Regions from separate parts of the Sus scrofa genome. Here all the other regions are linked to region 3. The links are chromatin contacts, called in public HiChIP or PLAC-seq maps. All regions are on one chromosome and are shown on one strand. Each heading gives the region's core, a stretch centred on a gene start, on an enhancer-like site or on the middle of the called end of the contact. The rest is flanking DNA. Distances are from core to core; before and after follow the strand shown.

The links. HiChIP or PLAC-seq counts read pairs in DNA pulled down with a chosen protein or histone mark.
Region 1: an H3K27ac HiChIP or PLAC-seq map of skeletal muscle shows a contact between it and region 3. The contact joins two enhancer-like sites. A contact is called at or near these places in 3 of 47 Hi-C or Micro-C datasets (all in skeletal muscle) and 1 of 2 datasets of contacts at active chromatin or transcription factors (skeletal muscle).
Region 2: an H3K27ac HiChIP or PLAC-seq map of skeletal muscle shows a contact between it and region 3. The contact joins two enhancer-like sites. A contact is called at or near these places in 1 of 47 Hi-C or Micro-C datasets (skeletal muscle) and 1 of 2 datasets of contacts at active chromatin or transcription factors (skeletal muscle).

The regions. Positions count from the first base shown.
Region 1 is chr1:30,344,612-30,347,311 of Sscrofa11.1, reverse strand. The region is part of intron 3 of EYA4 (eyes absent homolog 4); the gene reads left to right. Among named protein-coding and RNA genes, the nearest start is that of EYA4, 230 kb to the left of the region's middle. Within about 2 kb of position 1,276, at least 2 of the 83 cell types and tissues checked have an H3K27ac peak or open chromatin away from gene starts, as enhancers often do. A contact at or near this core is called in skeletal muscle, where this site is marked.
Region 2 is chr1:30,761,637-30,764,336 of Sscrofa11.1, reverse strand. No RefSeq gene overlaps it. Among named protein-coding and RNA genes, the nearest start is that of RPS12, 160 kb to the left of the region's middle. Within about 2 kb of position 1,381, at least 3 of the 83 cell types and tissues checked have an H3K27ac peak or open chromatin away from gene starts, as enhancers often do. A contact at or near this core is called in skeletal muscle, where this site is marked.
Region 3 is chr1:30,539,961-30,542,660 of Sscrofa11.1, reverse strand. All of the region lies in intron 1 of EYA4 (eyes absent homolog 4), which reads left to right. Among named protein-coding and RNA genes, the nearest start is that of EYA4, 34 kb to the left of the region's middle. Within about 2 kb of position 1,295, at least 1 of the 83 cell types and tissues checked has an H3K27ac peak or open chromatin away from gene starts, as enhancers often do. A contact at or near this core is called in skeletal muscle, where this site is marked.

The DNA.
Region 1 (2,700 bases), core at 27-2,526, 200 kb after region 3:
GGCTCTAAAGCATCACACGGGACAGATCACAGGGGTTTGGTTGGCTAGGTTTCAGCATTTGTTCATACTGTAAAGTGTCTGATAGCAAAGCTAGCGTCCTTTTCAACTATATTGACGGATCAGAGTGACAGTTGTGATATTCTTGCTACATTTTATACCTTTATGGACTCCGAGTTGGGACATTCCTCTTTGATGTTTGAAGGGCAGTTATGGGAAAGAAAATTTAGACTTGACCCATGTCAGTGGGTTAAATTGCTTTTGGGTCCAAAGTTGCAGAAACCATGGAGGAGAAGACTTTCTGATAAAAAGAGTGGGCTGAAAATGAAATGAACTGCTTCTTAATGATTTCCCTGATACTGCAGATTTTCACACAGACAAATCAGACAGGTATTGACAATGTTGCAAAAGTGATTGTGGTAAAAACCAACGTTTATTAAGATGCATTATGTGCCAAATTCTGTGGAATTTGCATGTGTGATCTTATTTAATTTACTCAGTCCCCCACTGGTGGGTATCATTAACTCCATTTTGAACCTTAAGTCCAAAGACTGGTAAGATGGAGTTTAAAACCCAGGTTTCAGTCTGTAGTACAAGCCCTTAACACTGGATTCATAGTCTTGCTCATGAAGTGGTATTTTTGCATTCAAGGACATTGAGTATCCCTTCAGACCCCCAAATCCCATCATTTTCATAGGAAGCCATCGTTACTTTGCATATTATGCCAATGCTTTGCTCTTTTAAACATTCATTTGCTCATTCAACATTCTAGCATTGACTGACCCTCAGTCATTCATCCAGTAGTATGTTTGATCGTTATTGGCAGTTTTTTCCTTAGAAAGAATCTATATATTTCTTGGTATAACTAATCACGTTAGATGTTTTGATCGTGGCATTATGGCTTTATTCTTCTGCTTGCTAGAGAGAATAATTTCCTGCTTCATTAACCAAGGTTTGTAACTGATCTGGCAGAAACTTGAGTCCAGTACTATTCAAATAATGAACTCATTGGGCTTTTTCCCTTCTGTTTTCGAAGTAAAGCAGGGGGAAGCTTTGAAAATCTAAAATTAGAGAAATGCTTCAAAGGTACATTTTTAAAATACTTACTCACATTTCTTGGGTGGGGAGAGCATGTTTTGTGGGGATATCTGTTAGAGTCATTGTGAGGAGAGGGCCAGAGCTGCAGGTCTCAAGTCTGGAGCTGTAAGGAAGCCCTGGAAAGGAAGGACCGCAAAAGTGTCCAGAGAACAGCGTGTCCATGGCTTTATTTGCTGTTACTCCAGGGCCTGAGGTCACTCTGGCAGACGGGTCACTTACACTGCAAGCATCCAGACTGGCTTGGGGACAGGCATGAGGTCACCGGCAGATGGTAAGAACAGCTCCCATTATTCACGGCCCACTTCCCTGATCCTTGTTATTAGAGGTCTTCTTCCTTCAGTATTTCCTTTTCTCTGCAGCAGAACCCAGCTCGGACCTTGTCTGCTGAAATGGGCTAGTGAGGGCCTGTCTACCCAATCAATGACATAGACACTGTGCAACAGAGAGCATCCGCATCTCCCAGCCTAACTGCCAGGAGAGAACACTGGCTTAGAGCTGCAGCAGGGACAAGGGCTCCTTGGCTCCTAATCTGAAATATGTTGGCTTAAAGTGGACCTGTGTGCTTTTTTTCTGGAAAATGGGAATTGATACCCAGTAGGGACATGCCCATGACTTTCATCTACTCTTTGTCGACCAAATCACTTTATTATATTTTTTCTTGCACAGTGGTTTTCTATATCCACACAGAACATCTTCTTCCCTACTCTCTCATGTACACACACACACACACACACACACACACACTCATTTGGAGACCTAACACTGCACATGCAACCGTGAAACCTTCCACACACATAGACATCAGAGAGCTAATCCCCCTCACTCTCCACCTTGCTCTCTTGCCAGCCTCCAGGCTCTCAGAAGATACTTCACCGATTCCTAGAAATGCCCCTAGATGCTCAAGCAGTATTTGCTAATCTAGAGAACACATGACTCCAAGTAACTCAAATCACTTTCATCAGCATTTGTCCTATGCCTATTTTATTATTCATCCTTAGCACTCACTAAGTACTCTGCACAGTTTTAAGTGTAGAGGGCAAAACAATGAATGAAACAAAATAATCCTGCCCTAGTTCAGCCTCCACTCAAATTATTTAAGTGGAAGCTGGTTTTGTTCTTCTTATTTTCCAGCTAAGGAGAATGAAGAGGCTTATATTACACAGAAAAGGAAGTTATGAGCAAAGCAAATACCTGAACTCTTGCCCTTAAATGCATTCTGCTGGTCAACGTGAGAATTGGCTATTTAGGTGGACTCTGAGAGCATGGGGCATAAAGCCCTGCAGACATACAGTCCATTTTATGCAGAGAAAAGCTGGCATGAGAGTGAATGCCTTTGAAAGTCTAGGATGCTTTTGCATTTCTTGGGTCATGAAGAATTGATGGAATCTTAGCCGGTACATAAACAGGCTCTGACTCATTACCAGGCTCTGTGCAGAGGGGATCATGGTTTCTGAGCTACAGTAGAGTCTAGGTGCACACATATAAAGCAGGCTCTCCCTTGGGTCTGAAGAGGATATTTAAATCTGCTAGAAATAAATCCCATCTATGCTGCAGAAGAATGCAGACAAGAACCAAGGAAATAGCTGCATGTCACCTGCAAGTTTT
Region 2 (2,700 bases), core at 132-2,631, 220 kb before region 3:
CTGCATCCTAGTCCTTATAAAAGATGACCATCCCTTGTCAATTCTATTTCTGAAAGATCTCTTGAATGTGTGTCTTTCTCTGAATTCCCACATATGCTCTTTTAGTTATATTTCTCTAGACCTAAACTCTCACATTAATATATAGTATATGCTTCTATCAGAATGTCTTTTAAAAGTACAAATGCAACCGGATCAATTTTCTCTTCAAAATCCTACCAAGATCCTAGGGATTCGGTAAGACAGGAAAAATAAATAAAATTTGAAAACATTTGAACAAAGAAGGAAAACATACATCACAAGATTGTGGTGCAAACAGAATCCAAAGCATCTGCAAATAATCTAATAGAATAAGTAAATTTAAGGTAAATATGCAAAATCAATTATTTTAATCTATTAGCAACAAACAATAAAAATTCTACAACAAAATAATCCCATTAATAGCAGCATCAAAAGTTAAGTATTTAAGAACACATTTAATAAAAGATATGTTATATCTCTACACTGAAAATTATAATACATATTAGTCAATGTTAAACAAGTGTTTATCAAATTAACACCAAATACTTGTGTCAGAAAATATTCTCCAGTCACTTTTGGAGATGTTACACATACTTAAACCAAAGTAGAAACACAAAAAGTGGTGTCAACTTACATGGAGATACAAATGTGCTTGGTCACCCTCAGCAAAATAGATTCTTATACTCTTGTAGAGATTGCAAATAATTTAAAAAATATCTTAGCGACAGTCCACTCATTAAATTTTCTTTTATTTTATCTCCATGAATAGTGAGTGCCCAAAGAAATAAAGCTGAGGACAGGCACATTTCTCAACATTTGAGTACATGTGTGGGAAAAAAAGCCAGATCTGTTATGGAATTTTGTCACTTTGGTCAAATGACAAAATTATCAAATTTAAATAGAATTTTTAAATGGTGCATGAAACAAGATTTGTTTGTTGGCATTTTCCTTGAATGGAGCCTTGTCAAGCACTTGGTTGGGCCCAACACTGCTGAAAGTTTGCCCTTGATTGTGACTGCCCTACACAAATGTAGGCGAGCAGCCAGTTTCAACACATGATTCTCGGGGTTCATTTGGGGTTTTGATGGCAGGGTGCAAAAATAATATATATTTGTTGTTGCTGTTTAAACATCTCAATTGGCATCTTTCTGGATGTAGTCTGACTATATAAATTATATCTGGATGTTAAATCACTAGTAGAAGCATTTCCTATTTTGAAGAAACTAATTAGGTCGAAATGACTAATTCCCAGTTGCAGAGTCATGAACACAAAATATGATTCATGGAAGTAGGTATGACTTCACATCCAGGACATGGTAACGCTTTATTTGTGTGCATTTAAGGAAGACAGGGGCAGAAGTTCATTTGCTGCACCTGTTAGAAAAAGTTGTGAAGGCAAGTAATAGTCTGGAATCGTCCGTACCTCATGCCCAGTGGCACTTCAAGAATGACCGCATCTGCCAGCCACACGCTGGCACCGCCGCCTCTTCAGTCTTAGCGTGACTCACATGCACTTAGTGCTGAAGCAGGATGAAACTGAGGGGAGGGACGCAAAACCTCCCCCCTTGGAATCAGGGTTTAAAAAAGGAGGCTGTCAAGATGGGGCTAAAAACACATTTTCCTTTCAGTTTTATAACCAGTGGTAGGTTTGTCCGTGTTGATTTAAGAACAGTTATGAAGTGTTTATATTATTCTTATTAGTTATGCTTCTGAATTTGAAGCAGGGCTTATCTGCATTCCACACACACATATATATATATATATATTTTTTTTAAAGCATTGGCATTTTCTAAGACATTCAGAGCCTCGGGTTTTAAACAAAGCAATGGTTCTTAGTACTCTGTAACTTTTCCTTGTAACAAAGAAAATGTAGGGCAGATTGTTTATTGAAACTGCGATGTATGTGGTGGGGCTTCCGGCTAAGATCCACCTCTTAGCAAGCACTTAGGGAAGCGTAGAGGTTATAGATTATATGCCATTCCAGGATGCAGGCTGTGGTGGACTTTGCTTTGGCTTTGTTTGATTTTATTTCACTGTCTAGCATTCATTTTCTTTAAGTCCTCCTTTCTTTTAAATTACGTTTTTAATTGGGATTTAATTGACATACAACATTGTGTTAAGTTTAGGTGTAGACAACATAATGATTTGATATATGTATATATTGCAAAATAATCACAATAAGTTTAGCTAACATCTATCAGCACACATAGTTTTTTTCTTATGATGGGAGATTTTAAGATGTACTCTTTAGTAACTTTCAAATATCCAATACAGGATTTTATTCTAAGATGGCTCACTCCCATTAGCTGTGGTCACATGGATTTCTCTGCAGGACTTTTTTTTTTTTTTTGCTTTTTTAGGACTGAACCCAGGACCTATGGAAGCTTCCAGGCTAGAGGTAGAATTGGAGCCACAGCTGCGGCCTATACCTCAGCCACAGCAACATGGGATCTGTGAACTGCGTCTGCAACTTACACCAGAGCTCATGGCAATGCCAGATCCCTGACCCACTGAACGAGACCAGTGATTGAACCACATCCTCATGGATATTATTCAGATTCATTTCTGCTGTGCCACAATGGGAACTTCTCCGGAGGACTTGAGTTTTCTCACAAACTGCCTTTCTCAGAATGAGATCCAAGAGCACAAAGTAGAAGCCGCAATATCTTTTATGACCTAGAC
Region 3 (2,700 bases), core at 46-2,545:
CATGTACTAAGTTTCAACGACAGCCTCCAAAGTAGATGTAATAACTCTTTCCACTGGCTTATCCTCACTATTAAGATTTCTGACAAAAAAAAAAAAAAAAAAAAGGGAGTTCCCTTCATGGCGCAGTGGTTAACGAATCCGACTAGGAACCATGAGGTTGCAGGTTTGATCCCTGCCCTTGCTCAGTGGGGTAACTATCCGGTGTTGCCGTGAGCTGTGGTGTGGGTCGCAGACGTGGCTCGGATCATGTGTTGCTGTGGCTCTGGCGTAGGCTGGCAGCTACAGCTCTGATTGGACCCCTAGCCTGGGAACCTCCCCTATGCCACAGGAGCGGCCCAAGAAATGGCAAAAAGAAAAAAAAAAAAAAGATTTCTTACCTCTTTTTTTTTTTAATTATAGCTGACCAATTAATGCAAAGATATACTTCAATGAGGCCTAGGCAATATATGGAGGCCAAAGAGTATTGTGTGTGTATATATATATATGTTATTATTGATTTATTCAGCAAATTTGTGTAGAGTGCCCACTATGTGTAAGATTCTTCATTAAGCACTATAGAGGATTCAAAGCTGAATAATATGTAGTCTGTCCACAACATGTTTTCAGTAATCATGCTGAGTAAATTATCATCCACATCTAAAATACATACACTATGGAAGATGTTCCCAAGAAAAAGCCAAATTACCCATGGCTGAGTGGCTGAGAGTGAAGCAAACAATGTTGCAAAGAGAGGATGAGACCAGGGATTGGAGGCTCTGGAATGCCAGCAAAAATTGTTTTTGTTTGTTTTCCTTCCCAAAATTAAAGGAGTGATGGGAGCAGAACTACGTTGTACAGTGAATAATCTGATAGGAGAAGTGGGAAATGGCCTTAGAAATGGCAAAACCAATGATATGGCTATATGAATATTCTGTGTGATTGTAAATGAAGCCAGATTAAGTTAGTGTTATAAAAAAAATACAGAGGGGAGAAAGCCAAGCTTATGGGAGAAGTGGAAACTATAGGACTAAGCAAGTAATTGGATGAACAGGGCTAAGGAGGAAAAGGACTCATTGCTACCTCCAGGTGGCTGGGAGAACACTGGCGCCATTACTATAGAGAAGGGGTACAGGGAGAGGAGTATCTTGTTTGGGGGGGAGGTTGAAAGGGAGAGACAATGGCTTCTGTTTTTGTTGTATTGAATTACACACTTTGTCAGGCATAAATAGTCTTCCCCATCTAAGGCCAGGTACAAATGCTGCCTTCTTGGTTCCCTTAGCTGGAAGCAAACTCTCTGCTCTGAACTAAAATAGCCTGGTTGTCAATGTTTCTCTTAAGGAGCTTGACATTTTCTCTCTCGTGTAATAACTATTTTTAAATGCCCTATTTTCTGCTCTAGACTGAAATTCTGGAGGACAGGGACCATGCATGGTTCATCTCTGTCCCTCCTTACATTGAGTGAGCATACTAAGAGAAGATGCTGGAGAACATCCTCATTTTAGTGGCCAGAGGGGGTCCAAGGGAAGGATAAAGTACAAGTGATCAGAGAGGAGAAGGGACCTATGGCCAGAGCAGATCCACAGAAGCCAAGCTCTAGAGGAGGAAGTTCCAAAAGGAGCTTGTCAGTTGGGCCATTCACCAAAGAACAGTCTGTGAAGAAGAAGACTGAGAAAAGGACTTGGAAGTGAAAGAAGAGAGTTTTAGCCATTTGATATCCTAGGATGAAAACTAAGCAATGCCGCCAGACTTTTGAATTTCTCTGGACCGATTTCCTGGGTGGCTTTTTTCCTGGCACTTAGGAAATTTTTTTTTTTTTTTTTTAAAAACATAGGGCCATTTTGGGAAAAATTTAAGTGTTTATTGTTTTTGTTTTTGTTTTTTTTCCTCATTCAAAATTAAAACACCCTCTTTACTGGCTCCCATGGGGACAAAGCGTCAATTCTTCTAAGTTTCTTGAAGGGTAATGAGAAGGCAATTTAGAGGGGCACTGCGGCTGGATGAGTTCATTTAGTTCAGCACAATAATAATTACAGCATATTATGTCCCCAGCACTATGTGAGGCACTGAGAAAGGCAATCATCCTAAATCCTTCCTCTTGTGCCTTTTCTATCCCTGACTTCCCTCATCTATGGATGTAAAGCTTCCTGTCTCAGTGGGTTGTTCTCACCTCCTGAGCCACGTGCCCCAATCTCTCTGTTTTCTGAACCTGTACACTGCTTTGGAAGTTCTATCATGAAGCCAGGATGGTTTATCACAGATCTTGTACTATAGGACACATGCAGAATACTTTATCTATGCTAATGTGGAATATTAAAACATAGGATGCAAAAGAGGGAATCAGTTTGGGCTTAGAGGGTACATCAAATTGCCCGAAGGGGATCCTATAAAGGTTGGGTGAAAACACATGAATTAAACACACAGAAGGAGGGCCCCCATCACAGTGAGTATTCTCTGCTCTATTGCAATCAGGTTGTCAAATGGAGTGTTTGTTCATCCTTCATTTAAGCATCTAATTTAAGTTTTTAGTAACCATTTATCAAATGCTAGATGCAAGGCTCAGCAGTTTAAGGAGCTGGTATTATCACTGCTGTGGCTTTGGTTACAGCTGTGGTGCAGTTTCGATCCCTGGCCTGAGAACTTGCTGCAGGCTGTGGGTGTGGCCAAACAAAAAAAAAATTAAAAATAAAAACAGAATTTTTTTCTTTTTAGCCACCTTTAGCA